Linked DNA regions of Sus scrofa: region 2 is linked to region 1. The links are chromatin contacts, called in public HiChIP or PLAC-seq maps. All regions are on one chromosome and are shown on one strand. The core of a region is the stretch at or near the end of the contact, and the rest is flanking DNA. Distances in the headings are between cores, read along the strand shown. Region 1 holds the start of ZNF189 (zinc finger protein 189). Region 2 holds the start of TMEM246 (transmembrane protein 246).

The links. HiChIP or PLAC-seq counts read pairs in DNA pulled down with a chosen protein or histone mark.
Region 2: a contact with region 1 is called in an H3K27ac HiChIP or PLAC-seq map of alveolar macrophages. The contact joins the promoter of TMEM246 here to the promoter of ZNF189 in region 1. A contact is called at or near these places in 1 of 47 Hi-C or Micro-C datasets (heart right ventricle) and 2 of 2 datasets of contacts at active chromatin or transcription factors (alveolar macrophages and skeletal muscle).

Annotation. Positions count from the first base shown.
Region 1 is chr1:243,103,526-243,110,547 of Sscrofa11.1, reverse strand. It overlaps ZNF189 (zinc finger protein 189), which reads right to left and starts at 3,637. Exons shown (of 4, transcript XM_005652705.3): 1 at 3,181-3,637; 2 at 2,366-2,450. The coding sequence starts at 3,213. It overlaps MRPL50 (39S ribosomal protein L50, mitochondrial), which reads left to right and starts at 3,717. Exons shown (of 2, transcript XM_003122043.4): 1 at 3,717-3,871. The coding sequence starts at 3,780.
Region 2 is chr1:243,185,996-243,193,017 of Sscrofa11.1, reverse strand. TMEM246 (transmembrane protein 246) reads left to right here and starts at 2,737. Exons shown (of 2, transcript XM_005660302.3): 1 at 2,737-3,396.

The DNA.
Region 1 (7,022 bases), core at 2,388-4,887:
ACTGTAATAAATTTAGCAATCGAAGTGTACACAAGGTAGCAAAGAGAAAAGAGTGATTAATTCTGAAGAGGCGGTCCTGAGATCTTAATGGATTATCTGAGATTAGCCAGATGCAAGTTACTTATGTGGTCTTCAAAAGAAGACGACTAAGAAGTTTGAGTGCAACAGACAATAATGACAGCAATTGACATTTACACTGTACTTATTTCACACTAGTCACTGTCCTAAATGTTTTACATATATTAACTAAGTTAATGGTCACAATAACCCTAAAAGGTTTGTGCTATTATTTCCATTTTATTAAAAAAAAAAAAAAAAAAAAAGGAAAAAGGCACAGAAAGGTTACGTAATATACCTACGGCCATAAGGCTAGTAAGTGGTAGAACCAGGATTTTTACTTAGGCAGATAGGCTCCATATTGTCTCTCTTAAGTGGAGATAAAGATTTGGGACTTATTATCACGTAGCAGTAGCTGATGACCTGGGTGTAAAAAAGGTTTGCCAAGGAGAGTATATAGCTGAGAGGAAGTCTGAGAATGCAAAGCAATAGAAGAATTTCAACTAACTATAGAGAAGGGGGATTAAATACGGTCCATAAAGAGCCTATTGCATTTGACAACTGGGTTATTACAGACCACTGTTAAACAACTGAAAGCAAGTGGCAGAGGCATGCAAAGGGGCATAGAGATAATGGGAGGTAAAGAAGAGAACACACATTAACTACTCGTACAAAAACCTGGCTGTGAAGTGAACAAATAGTAGGTTACAGGAAGCAGCAAGAGAGACTGTGGCTCAAAGGAGAAGTCTTCTTGCCCCTCTTTCTTCAACTGAAAGAACCATGAACATATCTATCATCAGAATAAGGGTACCAGAGGAGAAAGAACAAAGACTGAAGCTATAAGGGAAAAAAAGAGACTGCTAAGTTCTTGGATAATGTGAGAAGATAAGCGATCTTAAGTGTGAGCATGAGGTGGAAAAGTTGAGAGTTCATGTTTAGTGGCCTCTGTCTTCTCTGTGAAACAGAAGGTGAAGTCCACCACTGAGTGATGGACCCAAAGAAAACTTAAGTTTTTGGAATAGTTACTAAAAGGAACAGGGACATCAGCTAATAAATTAATAATAAAAACTTTGCTAAGATATAAAAACCCAGTGGAGACTAGAAGAAAGAAAAGCCATGTAAGTATACAGGGCATCGATTCTTCTGATTAAATAATTTCTCTTGCTGTGTTTATCAACTCTAGGAGAAAAGAAAAGGCAGATTTTATAACCAGTACAAGATTTGAAGTTTGCAGAATGGTTAGAACATGACAAGGTGGCAATAAAACATGCTGGTTAATTTTATATATAGGTCTTTGGATTAGAAAAGGAAGTGAGGGCAGTAGTGAACTGAGAGGCGGGGGGAAAAAGAAGCCAAGGAACAGGAAACATTAAGAATAAATAAGTGGTAGGAAAGGAGTCAGAGAGGTAGAAACATGAGAAGTTGCAGTAAGCTCCATGTGGGCAGAGATCATGTCTGCTTTGGTCTCCCATTTAGTTATAGTCAATAAACATCTACTGCCTGAAAAAGATTAAGATATTGGTCAAAGAATAAGATTTGCGTGTTAGGACAAAATTGAGTATGATCATTTGATGTGAGTTACTGAATAAAAATGGGAAGCAGGGTCCCTGAGGACAATACAGTCAATATACAATGAGGCTGAAGTAATGACTACAATATTAACGGTGTGGGTTAGCAAAGAGAAGATTCTGAAATGTGACAAAATCTACGTGTGAGGGACCAAAAAAAAAAAAAAAAAATGACAGTTGATAGTGAAAAAGAAATGAGTGGGTAGAGCAAGACAGCTGAGACATCAAAAGAGAAAAATTGTATTTGAAGGTGGAAAAAGTAATGCTTTGGGAACAGCAAGGAAAACCTCAGAGAACAATAGTTTTTCCCTTTCAGCCTTGAGACAAAGGATGGGAAAGGACGAGGATGTGGGAGAATAAGCAGCCACTGCCAGAGAAGTGGTGTCCTTGGGAAAATGCCAGGTTTCAGTTAAGGCCAGGAGGGGTAGGGAACATTGTGTGAAGAGGAACAGGGGCTCCAGAAGGCAGAGTAAAAAGGGGTGGGAGGAAAGCAGTGGGAGGATGAACCAGGAGGGAAAGTACAGAGCAATATGGGAATGAGATTATGAAGATATGAAGCTAGAAAGGCTTGTATTTTGGTCACTGCAAGGATGGTAAGGATGAGAGTCATGGAAATAATTCATGGTTAAAGGTTTGAATCAGAACTTTGGAACAAAGCAGTTTGGTATGATACTGGCTCAAGTGTTCTGATTTCTTACAGTTTCTTATATATTTTAATCAGAGAAACAGCAGATTCTTACCCAGTGAGACCAGGTTTCCATAATTCTCCATCATGACATCTTTATACAGGCTTCTCTGAGCTGGATCCAGATAATCCCACTCCTCCTGGGTAAAAAACACAGCCACATCCTCAAATGTCAGCAACCCCTGAAATAGTATGATTTCTGTAGTCAGTTCTTGTTGTCTCAAGGACAATTCTAGCACTGAAAGTAGCAGAAGCAATCACTTATCAGGGCTGGGTAGGCTAGGAGGCACATGATAACTAAGAGTTCCAAACTGGGCTCAATTCTGGAACAGACTGAATTCTATTGCTGCATCTTTGCCTTCTGTAGTGAGGAGGCCTAGGATAAGGCTTTCTGGCTTATCAATTATTCCCCAATATTATAATTCTAGCAAACTGACCCAAGGCCTTCCCAAGTTTCCTGCACCTCATTGCCCCGCTCCAATTCTCTATTAGCACTGGCTTGAGACCCTTTTCACTTCAATTCCGTTAAGTTCTCCATGCGTCTACCTTGGGTCCAGGCATCGCAGCAGGTGCATTAGACACAGGAGAGGGTCAAAAAAGGTACCTCACCTGAAAGAACTCATAAATGAGAACACTAGTTTGGAGCACTACTCATTTTCTTTAGCTAATTTATCCAGTCGCTCTCAAAAAAGGAGCCAGTGGATAGTGTGGTCATGACCGGCACCCTGGTGCATTAAAGGGGTACTCCCTCGCACCAAGCTGGCCCTAAAGACCGCAATCTGGCGGGGGCGGGGGGGGAACACGACCGACGGTGGCGTGGCCTAGTTGGGTAATGGCGAAAGAACACGAATACCCGGAGGGGCGACCTACCTTCGGCTCTGTCGGGGGGCTCGGGGAGGCCATCTCTCCGACAGAAAATCAGGGCAGGAATCCGGGGTAGCCGCACGAAAAGGAGCCTCTAGCAAGGCCTACGCCGCCGCTGAAGATGAGGCCCGACGAAGGCGAGGCCTCCAGGCTGGATATGGCCAGGTCCTGCCTCGGTCCCCGAGCGGTCACGACCCCAGCAGCATGTCAGATGCGCTTCTTGGCCGCCCCCTAACCCCGAATGCCTCCCCTGCCTAGTTACGCAGGCCTTCCAGGCCGCGCTAGAGCCTCCTCCCGGCTGCCTGCTCCTTTTGCTTTCAGCCAAAGAGCTCTATGACCGCCCGCCCGGACCAGAAGGCGTCACCCAGAACCCTCCCGGGACTCCCCCCAACTACAACTCCCGTCAGGCTCAGAGGGAGCGCCCGGGTTCAGTCTCAGCCGCAACGGCTACCGGACTACATTTCCCGGAGTGCAAAGGGCTAGGGAGCATGGTGAGGCTTAGAGGAAAAAGGGAATGCTTGACACTAAGCTTACGCCTGATTGGCTGGTCTTGGCGCGTCACTGCCGGCGGGGGGCGGTGTTTTGTTTCGAAGTTCTCCTCGAAGATGGCGGCACGGTGGGTCTCCGGTCTTGCCAGAAGAAGCCTCACGTGTGCAGTCTCTGGGGCGCCACGCAGAGAATTTTGGTCTCCATTCAGGTAAAGCGGAAAGTGATGGTGGTTCAAGCTCACAGAAAATAAGGAGAGAAACTGAGAAGGATGAAGAGGAGAATTCGGAAGGGAGCGTCATGCTATTAAGACAGGAACCTCCTCCTGCGTCTTGCTAGGGAAGGGACGATAAAGTGCGTTAGGGTTCTGAGTTGAGAAACAAGCACCAGGTTCCGCGAGTGGTGGTCCAGTCACTTCCTTTGACCTCAGTTTACAAATCTTAGAACCGAAATACTTTCCCCTTTCCCTTTCATTTCACCCGTTAATTTATTAAGCAAGCAGTACCGACCATGCGCTCTAGGCACCTAGTGGAGTAGGATCTCAGGAAAGGAATGACTCGTTTCCGACGGTCAATTCAGAACAGGAATATGAACGTGCTTGATGAACTAAATTCGTTTGCGGCGTTTATTTCTTCACAAGCAGAACTCCTCATTGTGTTCGTTTGTTAGTTCATTGGTTCATTCAACCGATACTAGTCGCCAGCTCAGGCCCAGCATTTCTCTAAATACAGCAACAGAAACAAAGCCCCTTCTCTGAGCATAAGTACTCTGACATATGAGGAAACTGAGGGCCCACAGAGAGAAAGTTTTTTTTGCTAAATGTCAGAAAGCAACTTAATGACAGGTGGATGTGGAACCCAGGTCTCTTAACTCGTCCATCAAACTGCTTTTCCCACAGCGCCATGTGGAATTTTGTCAAGATAAATCTTTTTGACTCAGGAAGTGTTATGACATCAAAACTTAGAGGAACATCAGGGAACAATGTATGCCCTCTTAAGTTTCAGACATAAACTCTTTCAGTAAAAGGATTTTTGTTATCAGCTCATGTATTTATTAGCTTCCCCTCTTTTGGTTAATGTTTATTATTATCTTTCAAATCTCCTTTTAAGTTTGTTTTATTTACTTACTCACCAAGTTTTGCTAGAGTGTCTGCTATATGCAGTGTCTAGATGTGAGGGATACGGTTGTTAAAACAGACCAAATCTTTATTCTCATAGAATATGTCTTTTGGCGGAGGAAAAAATGAACAAATGTAGAATATAATTTCAGAAAGTGGTAAATTATGAGGAAAACTAGAACAGTATAAGGTGTACCTTGGAGCTACTGAGGTTTGTTTTCCAACAAACAAAGGGTTAGGGTTAGGTAAAGTGAATATCTCAAAGCATGTTAAAGGAATTTTTTGGTTTCCCTGTGCATTTAAAGTTATGCTTACTATCTGTAGTGTGTTAAATGTGCAATAGCATTATGTCTAAAAAAGCAATATACATACCTTAGCTTAATACTTTAATGCTTAAAAAAAATGCTACGCATCATGTGAGCCTTATGCTGGTGTGTCTTGTCTAGATGTTGGTGGCTGTTGATAGTTCAAGGCAGTGGTTGATGAAAGGTGAAGTGTCTGACAATTCTTTAAAATAAGACAAAGAATTTAGCTGCATCACTTGGCTCTTTCACAAATGATTTTTTGTAGCATGAAATGATATTTGATAGCATGTTATCCACTTCTTTCAGTATTGCAATCAATTCTCTGAAATTCTGCACCTTTTTTTTTTTTTTTTTGGCTGCCTCTCTGCACATGGAGTTCCCCGGCCAGGGATCAAATCAAAGCCATAATTAAGACTAAGCTGCACCTGCAACAGCACTGGGTTCTTAACCCACTGTGCTGGGCCAGAGATTGAACCTGTGTCTTAGTTCTCTGACCCCATTGTGTCATAGCAGAACTCCTCTGCACCTTTTTATCAACTAAGTTTATGTAGCATTCTAAATCCTTTGTTGTGTTTTCAGCAATCTTCATGGCATCTTTACCAAGAGCAAATTCCATCTCAAACTTTTTTTTTTCCTCATCCATAAGAAGCAACTCCTCAACGTTGAGGTTTTATCATGCGATGGCAGCGTTTCAGTTACATCTTTTAGGGTCTACTTCTAATTCTGGTTCTCTTGTTCTTTCCACTACATTTGCAGTTACTTCTCCACTGAGAACTAGCAAAACGTAACAGAGCATGAAGTAAGCAAATGCTGTTGGAAAAATGGCACTCATAGACTTGCTTGATGCAGTATTGCTGCAGGCCTTCAGTTTGATATCTGTGATATTTTATGTCTTATGAAGGCATAACATGAGGTGTGCTTTTATAAGAGATAACTGAGATGAAAGGAATATTTCATTATGATGTACTGGAGTAGTTTGAGGAGAAGGTGGGAGGTGAGGAAGTAGAGACCATTAAATATAGGCAACTCTTGAGAAGTTTTGTTGTAAAGGAAGCTGGAGCGAAACATGGATTTTAGGAGGAATGTTTTTAAAGATGGGAGATACTGCAGTATATTGTGTGCCATAGGAATACTCTAGTGAGATAGGGAGTAATTGATAAAGAATTGATGCAGAGGAGGTTCCGTTGTCGTGGTGCAGCAGAAACGAATCCGATTAGGAACCATGAAATTACGGGTTCCGTTGCTGGCCTCGCTCAGTGGGTTAAGGATCTGGTGTTGCCCTGAGCTGTGTTGTAGGTTGCAAACATGGTTCGAATCTGATGTGGCGCAGGCTGGCAGCTGTAGCTCCAATTCAACCCCAAGCCTGGGAACCTCCATGTGTTGTTGGTGAGGCCCTAGAAAGCAAAAAAAAAAAAAAAAAGAGAATTGATGTAGAGAGAGTCTTTTGAGTAGGCAAAGAGGAATGGTATTATAATTTTTTTGGGGGGGAGGCGAGGGGCTGGACCATTCATTTCTAGTGTACTCCAGTTTCTGTAGAGATGACAATCCCAATCAGATGCCAGCTCCATAGAAGACAGGAGTTAGTTAATGAACAAATATTAAGCACTGAAATAATGCGTCACAGATTCCTTCACATTGGCCCTGATACTCAATAATAGTTACTCAAGCAGTTTTAAAGGATTCCCCAAATCAAAACATCTCTGTATTCAGGAGTTTATAATCTGGCGCAGTGTTCCAGGGACAGTTTTGCCCATCAGGGGGAATATTTGATAATACATTTTTGGTTATTATGACTGAGGACAGCAGTGCTCCTAGGATTTAGTGAGCAGAGGCCAGGGATGCTGCTGAGCAACCTATAGTCAGTAGGAGAGCCTCCCACAACAAAGAATTATCTGGCTCAAAATGTCCATAATATTTGGGGTGAGAAATCCTGATCTAGT
Region 2 (7,022 bases), core at 1,488-3,987, 83 kb before region 1:
ATCCCTCTTATCTACCTTTAGGACTCAATTTATTTTCTTTCATAAAAGACCTTGATGATTGTTCTCTGTTACTCCTATGATAGAGAATGTAGTTAATATTATTATCTATGCATAACAATAATCATTTGAAACTACCACCAACCTTTCATGTTTAGAAACTTACCATATGATTCTTTAAAAAATGAGTATGAAATAACCTTAAATAATTGTGTAATCTTCTTCATAACCTATATTGAATTAAGTTTAATGACATTTAATTAAAAACTCCAAAATAACAATAACTTTAAAAAATTTATTTAACCTTTTTATATAAAAGAAGTCTAGAAGGTTGAGGTTTGGGCTCGGTCCAGGAGATAGGAATACCTTCCCAAGCTACCTTCCTGTGCTAGATTCAGCTCTCAGCCCAAGCAGTCTTATATCGACTTCCCAGCATTCCTCATGCATCTAATTTTCATCTTTTTCTCATTTATAGTTTTGGTACTATGTCAGAACAATTTTTCAATAAATATTGGTTATAAGAATAGAGGATAGATGGATGCCAAAGTAGATGGATTTAAGGTTCTAAGGGAACTTAGTATCTAGTGTCAACTATGCTGACACACACAAGAAATCATGTGAGCATTCATTGGCTTTATTGCTTTACCTTTTAACCACTGAACAGAACTTGTAGAACAGGCATTGGCAAACCAGATAGTGAATTTTATTTATTTATTTATTTATTTATTTTGCTTTTTAGGGACGCACATGAAGCATATGGAAGTTCCCAGGCTAGGGGTCAGTTGGAGCTGCAGCAGCAGCAATGCAGGATCCAAGTTGCGTCTGTGACCTATACCACAGCTCATAGCAATTCTGGATCCTTAACCCACTGAACGAGGCCAGGGATCGAACTCACGTCTCCATGACCCTTGTTACTTCTGAGCCACGACAGGAACTCACCAGATAGTAAATTTTTTAGTCTTGATGGGTTATAAGGTCTCTTTCACAACTATTCAATTCTTCTGTTGTTGCATGATAGTAACCACAGACAATATGTCTATGAAGACCATATGTCAATAACACTGGCATTTGAATATTATATGATTTTCACATATCTTGAAATATTCTCCTCCTTTGAATTTGTAATCATTTAATATTATAAAAACCATTCTCATCTTGTGGGCTACACAAAAATGGGCAGAGAGTGGTGGTTTGCTAACCCCTGGCCTAGAAAGGTAAACTGACTAGAATTAGAAGCCAAGATAGGCAGTAAAACTGTGTGGTAGAAATCCTAGGAAGAAAGGAAAGGTCAAGGTGGAACAGAGTTAGCTTTCACTTTCCTTTTGTCCCCATCTTTTTCTTTTCATTTCAAAAAGTCATTCCACATTTTTTTCCTGTGCTCCTGTTCCTCAGGAATGGTTTTCAGTCAACATGTACTTTTTCTCATAATTCCTGTTATTTCGCTTAAGACCATTTGTGTTTAAAAAGGCTTCTGGAAGACTGAAAAACATTTGAGACTCAAAGTAATTGTTCTCTAATGAAGGCTTTTATTCATTGAGAGATAGCATTTCATTAATGCGGGTAAATCTCTGTGTGCCTCCCTTATGAACTATAATGCTGGCTTCTATCCCCTTCGCAAAAGATACAAACTTCCCATTTGAACGACTTGGGGCAGCCCAGAGGGCAAGAACAGATTTACACACATATATGCTTGAATGGGTAGTAAAGAGCTAACTGAGGTGAGGGAGTATTCTACAGTGTTTATTTGGAGACTGAATTGACTTGAGACCTCACTCTTCTTTTAAAAAGTGCCTAGATTTTAGGTCATTTCATTCAAGATATATGAATGAAATAAAGTTGCAAATTATGACATCACATCTTCAAATTTCATCTAAGTTAGCATTTATAATGTACTTAATGAATATTAGCACCTTCACAATAAGCACTAAGTTATCTTGTTTGGGTATCAGTTTTGTATAGGATCTTTTATTAGACCTCCATGGCCTATGAACTAAATGATTTCTGAGAGGTGAAGCTAGCAATGATCTCTCTCAATGAATGAAAGCCCTTCATTAATAATTACAGATATTTACTTCATGATTCTTTTCTGCTTTTGTGCATTTTTCTCTCCTAGATGTTCTGTGGAATGTGTTGGAATTACAGGGTAGAACCAGGAGTTGGTAATCATTCCTCATTTACTGTGGAGAAGAATAATGGGAGGAGCACAGGGGATGGGAGTGCTAGAATGGGAATAGGGATACGAGTATGATATCTATCTGCCAAAATTAGGGTTGGGGGTGTTTTGAACTCACAAAGCCATTGCTGAAAGAGATTGACAGGTAAGTGGAAAGAACCATAGACCATTTTAAATCCCATGCCTAGCAAGGTGATTTAATTAGAGTAAACTTCTTTTTTTTTAATGATTACATTTCTGGCTTTTGGAGTATTGCACTCGGCAAATTACCTTCTCAAATATTCTTTCGTCATTTGCAAATTTTGAATGACAATCTCTAATGTACCGGAGTGAAGTGAGAGATGAATGTTCATAATGCGCCTGGCATAATGCAGGGTAAGGTGAGGATTAAGGATAGAAGAGATGTCCGCTTTTATTACTGGCAAAAACAAACCTCTCCAGCCAAAAACGCGCTTTATGGCCAACTGGGGCTGTGAACAGTGCAGAGACATACATAGTCCTTCCAGCTTTTGAACTTCTTTTGCTTTGAACCTGCTTTTCCCTTTCTGCCCATCAGTTGGCGCCTTTTGCCATGCTTTTCCCCCCACAGCTGGCTTTGGGGGCTGCGAACGCTCCACAGCTCGCAGGTCACATGGCCTGCCAGAGCCTGGGTACTCCGTGAGCGAGCCGCGCCTCGGGAGGAGGTGAGGCTTCGGCATGCACCCAAACCTCTCTTCCGAGGCTTCAGGGTCGGGAGATGGCTCCTCCGTGGGGATGAGCTAGACAAGCCTAGGAGATACCAGCAGCCGCTTTCCGCTTGCGCAGGGGACAGTGTTAATCGCTCCCACCGGGTAGGTTTCCGCTGCGCAAGATCTGCCCAGCCCCATTGGTATCACGACCCGAGCGCCCACCTCGGAGATGACTCCTTCAGAGCAAGGGTAAAAAGATTAGGGTTCCCGCGGCGGGCACGCAGAGAGCAGACGCAGAAGCTGGCGCCGCCAGGGAAGGCCTGCTCCCACCGCGGTGCCCTCTGGGCAGGCAGGCTCCCGCACGGCCCCGCTTGTGGCGCTGCCTGCGGTTCGCCTGAAAACTGCGGGGACCCCAAAAGGGCGCCCCTCGAGTGGCTGGGCCGGCATCCGCACAGGGATGACTGAGTGTCGCAGCGGGGGAGCCTCCCTACCCCTCGCCCTCTTCTGTGGCTTCGCGAGGCCGACGGAAAGTCGCGAGCCAGGCGTATCCGAGTCCAGGTAAGACACCCGCTCCAGCCCAGTCCTGCTGGGCCCACCAGCCCAAGGGTGGGTCGCCTAATGGCCGCCAGTTTGCGGCAAGGATCTGACGCGCATCCGCCCCTCGAGCCCGCCCGGCGCGCGGACAGTTCGCTGCTGCGGGGTTGGGTTTCTGCGGACGACCTCTCAGCCCGGGGTGTCCCTCCCAGTTCCTGGGAAGAGTAGCGGAAGGGAGGCAACGCGGCGATCCAGACTGTTAGCTTCCGCCTACGCGTGAGGAAACAGACCTGAAAGCAGCGGGAACTACCCAAGGTCAGTGTGTAGACACTGGATCTGGGACTCTTCATCCGCTGCCATTCACTTTCCATAAGGGATTAGGACCACTCTGGCTAGCCTTGCCCTCTTCCTGGCCTCTGGGCCCGGGCGTTGCCAATGCCGCACTGCGCCCACAATATTCCGGGCGCAGGGTGGGTGTGCCCTGGGCATCCCTTGATCCTCCCGGGCGTAAGGGGACACAAGGGCGGTTTCGATGATGATCTCACTATGCGGACCATGTGCAAAACCTGCAGGTGTGTGTGCGCGAGCGTGCTTGCGCGCATTTCCCTTAGAGAATGAAACCTTGTTAATGGGATTGGCTTTTTTTAGAGATGCATTTCTAGAGTGCCCTGTACCAGATACTTTAGTATGTGAGAAGAGAAAATTTTGTTTGTCTAACATTATTAAAATTAGAATTTTTTAAAGGATAAGCTTCTTACAGAACATTCAGGAAACAGAAAAATGTAACGGAGAAAATAAAGATAATTTAAAACTTCGTCTTCTAGATTGTTGAGATTTTCTGGATATCTTTAAAATTTCTCTCCGTGCACGCATTTAAACCAATAACGTGGACAAAAGTAGTAGCTTGTTTTAATTTGTATGTCTAATTACCCAAGGGGAGTCAACAGTATTTCCTCTGTGTTTTGGCCTTTTGCATTTATGTAGATGAATTGACTATTAATTTTTGCCCCTTTTTCAGTTGGAGTGTCTTTCTGTTCCTGATTTTTATGCGCTCTTTATATATTACACATTAAAGTAGTAATTGTCATCTATGTTGCAGTCTTTCCCAGTTTGCTTAATATTTTTGTCAATTTATCATCGTTGGCTATTCAAATCTATTCTTTATAGTTTCTGTTTGAGGATCTTTCTGAGAAAGGTCTTTCCTAACCCATGTTTGTTTGTATAAATATTCTTCTTTGTTTTCTTTAGGTACTTCTAAGCTTTTGTTTAAAAACTTTAATGTGGAATTTATTTTAGTTTAAGTTGTAAAGTGGAGAGCTAATTTTTCTAAATGGTTAATCAGCTATGAAGTCCATTTTTTACCCCTGATTTAGACTGCTGCAATTATGATATGTATAATATATATAATTATTATATATTTGTGGATTTTTGCATCTATCAGTATATTTTGGTGCCAATGCCATGTTATTTTAATCACTGAAGTTTTATAACAAGTTTAGTATCTCATTACCCAGTATCATCATCCTGACTTTTTTTAAAAAAATCAGTTTTATTGCTGTATAGTGTGCATGCAATAAAATGCACCACTTAAATGAATTTTGTCAAGTGTAACCACCCTCACAATAAAAAACTTTGGAGCACTACATAAACTTAACATCATCATTGCACAGGGGCCATGCTTTCTTCAATATATCCTTCCTTTTTTAGTGTTATGTCCCAGCAAAGTGAGCAGTTTTTATTAGTGCTAATTCCAAATGATCTTTAGAATACTTTAGTCAGATTAACCAACATCTGCCTGCTTCACCAAAAGAAACAAATAAGTCATGTTTGGATTTTTGATAATTAGTGTTCTAAGAATAGGACCCCTGAGTGCCATGTTCACTATCCCAGTGCCTGGCACGAGATGCAGTATTTGTTGAATTGAATTTTTAACACTGATCATAAAATTAATACATGCCCTTTGAGAAGTATAGAAAGCAAAACAGGAAACCTCCATCCCCCATACCTTCATCTCTCCTTCACTAAATTATACTCCACATTAAAAATAAAATGATGAGGCATTCCCATCGTGGCACAGCAGAAACGAATCCGACTAGTATCCATGAGCATGTGGGTTTGATCCTTGACCTCAGTCAGTGGGTCTAGGATCTGGCATTGCTGTGAGCTGTGGTGGAGGTTGCAAATGCAGCTAGGATCCCATGTTGCTGTGGGTGACTTAAGCAGCAGAAACATTTATTTCTAACAGATATGGAAGCTGGAAGTTTTAGATTAGGGTTGTCAGCATATGTGGATTTCTGATAAGGGGCCCTCTTCTTGATTAATAGATGGCTACCTTCTTGAAATGCTCTCCCTGGGAGAGAGGAGAGAGAGGAAGCGAGATCTCTTCTTTCCTTTCTTATAAGGGCACTAATCCCAGCTTGAAAGTTCCACTAGCATGACCTAAATATCGCCTAAAGACCCCATCTCCAAATATCATCACATTGGGGAGTTTGATTTTGGTATATGAGTTTGGAGAGAACATGGACATTCAGTTCATAGCAGAGATATCAAGCTAAGACTTTTAAAAATGTCAGTATATTTAAACCTTTATTTTTCTTTTTAATGTCTCCATACCATCCCTTTGTATAATTATCTAAACATGTTTCCTGTTGCTGGCCATTTCCTTTCCCTGTAGTTTGTCTGTCTCCCTTTCTTACTTACAAACAAAACTGCCATGAACACTTATTGTCCGTGTTTGGTAGCATGGGTTGGCATTTCTGCAGAGTAGATTCCTAAAAGTAGAATTTCTATGTCAAAGGGAAATGCACAAACAAAACTTGTATAGATAACTATCCCAACTTTCCCTCCTAAGGTTGCACCAATTTATATGAAAGTGCCCATTTATTGTACTGGCCCACTCTCTCGAAGTAAGTTAAATTGACATTCTGTTAAATATAAATTTTAGAGAAAGAGATCTCTCCTATATCGTTAGTGAGGCTTTTTAGCTGGGAAAATGTTTTGTTTTGTTTTTATGGCCACACTTGTGGCATATGGAAGTTCCTGGGCCAGGGATTAAATCTGAGCCACAGCTGTGACCTACATGGTAGCTGCTACAATGCTGGATCCTTTAACCCATTGCACTGGGCCAGGGATCAAATCCAAGCCTCTGCAGCAACCCAAGCTGCTGCAGTCAGATTCTTACCCACTGGGCCACAGTAAGAAATGTTATTTTTATCTGTTTATAAGACTTTTAAATATCTTTCAGTAGAATTTATTTGTATATATTCTGTATATTTCTTAAATTTATTCTAGGTATTTTTGGTTCCTTTTTCCCTCATTTTGACTGAGATCTTTTATCCCATTAATTAAATAATTGTCTGATTATGTGTATATATAATATTAATATTATTTTTGCATATTAATTCTGTTACCAAACACATTCTGCAAATCTATTGCCATTTCTAATGGCATTTCAGGTGATCTGTGCAATTTCCGGAACCAGTCTGCCTGGATTTCAAGTTTTGCCACCCATTTAAAGCTTTCTTAACTTCGGGTACAAGTTAGTTGTGCCTTAGTTGTTTTTTTTTTTTTTTCAGGCCTAAAAATGACTTAATAATAGTACTTTTCATAGGTTTCTTATGAGGATCAATGAGATGCTTAGAACAGTGCCC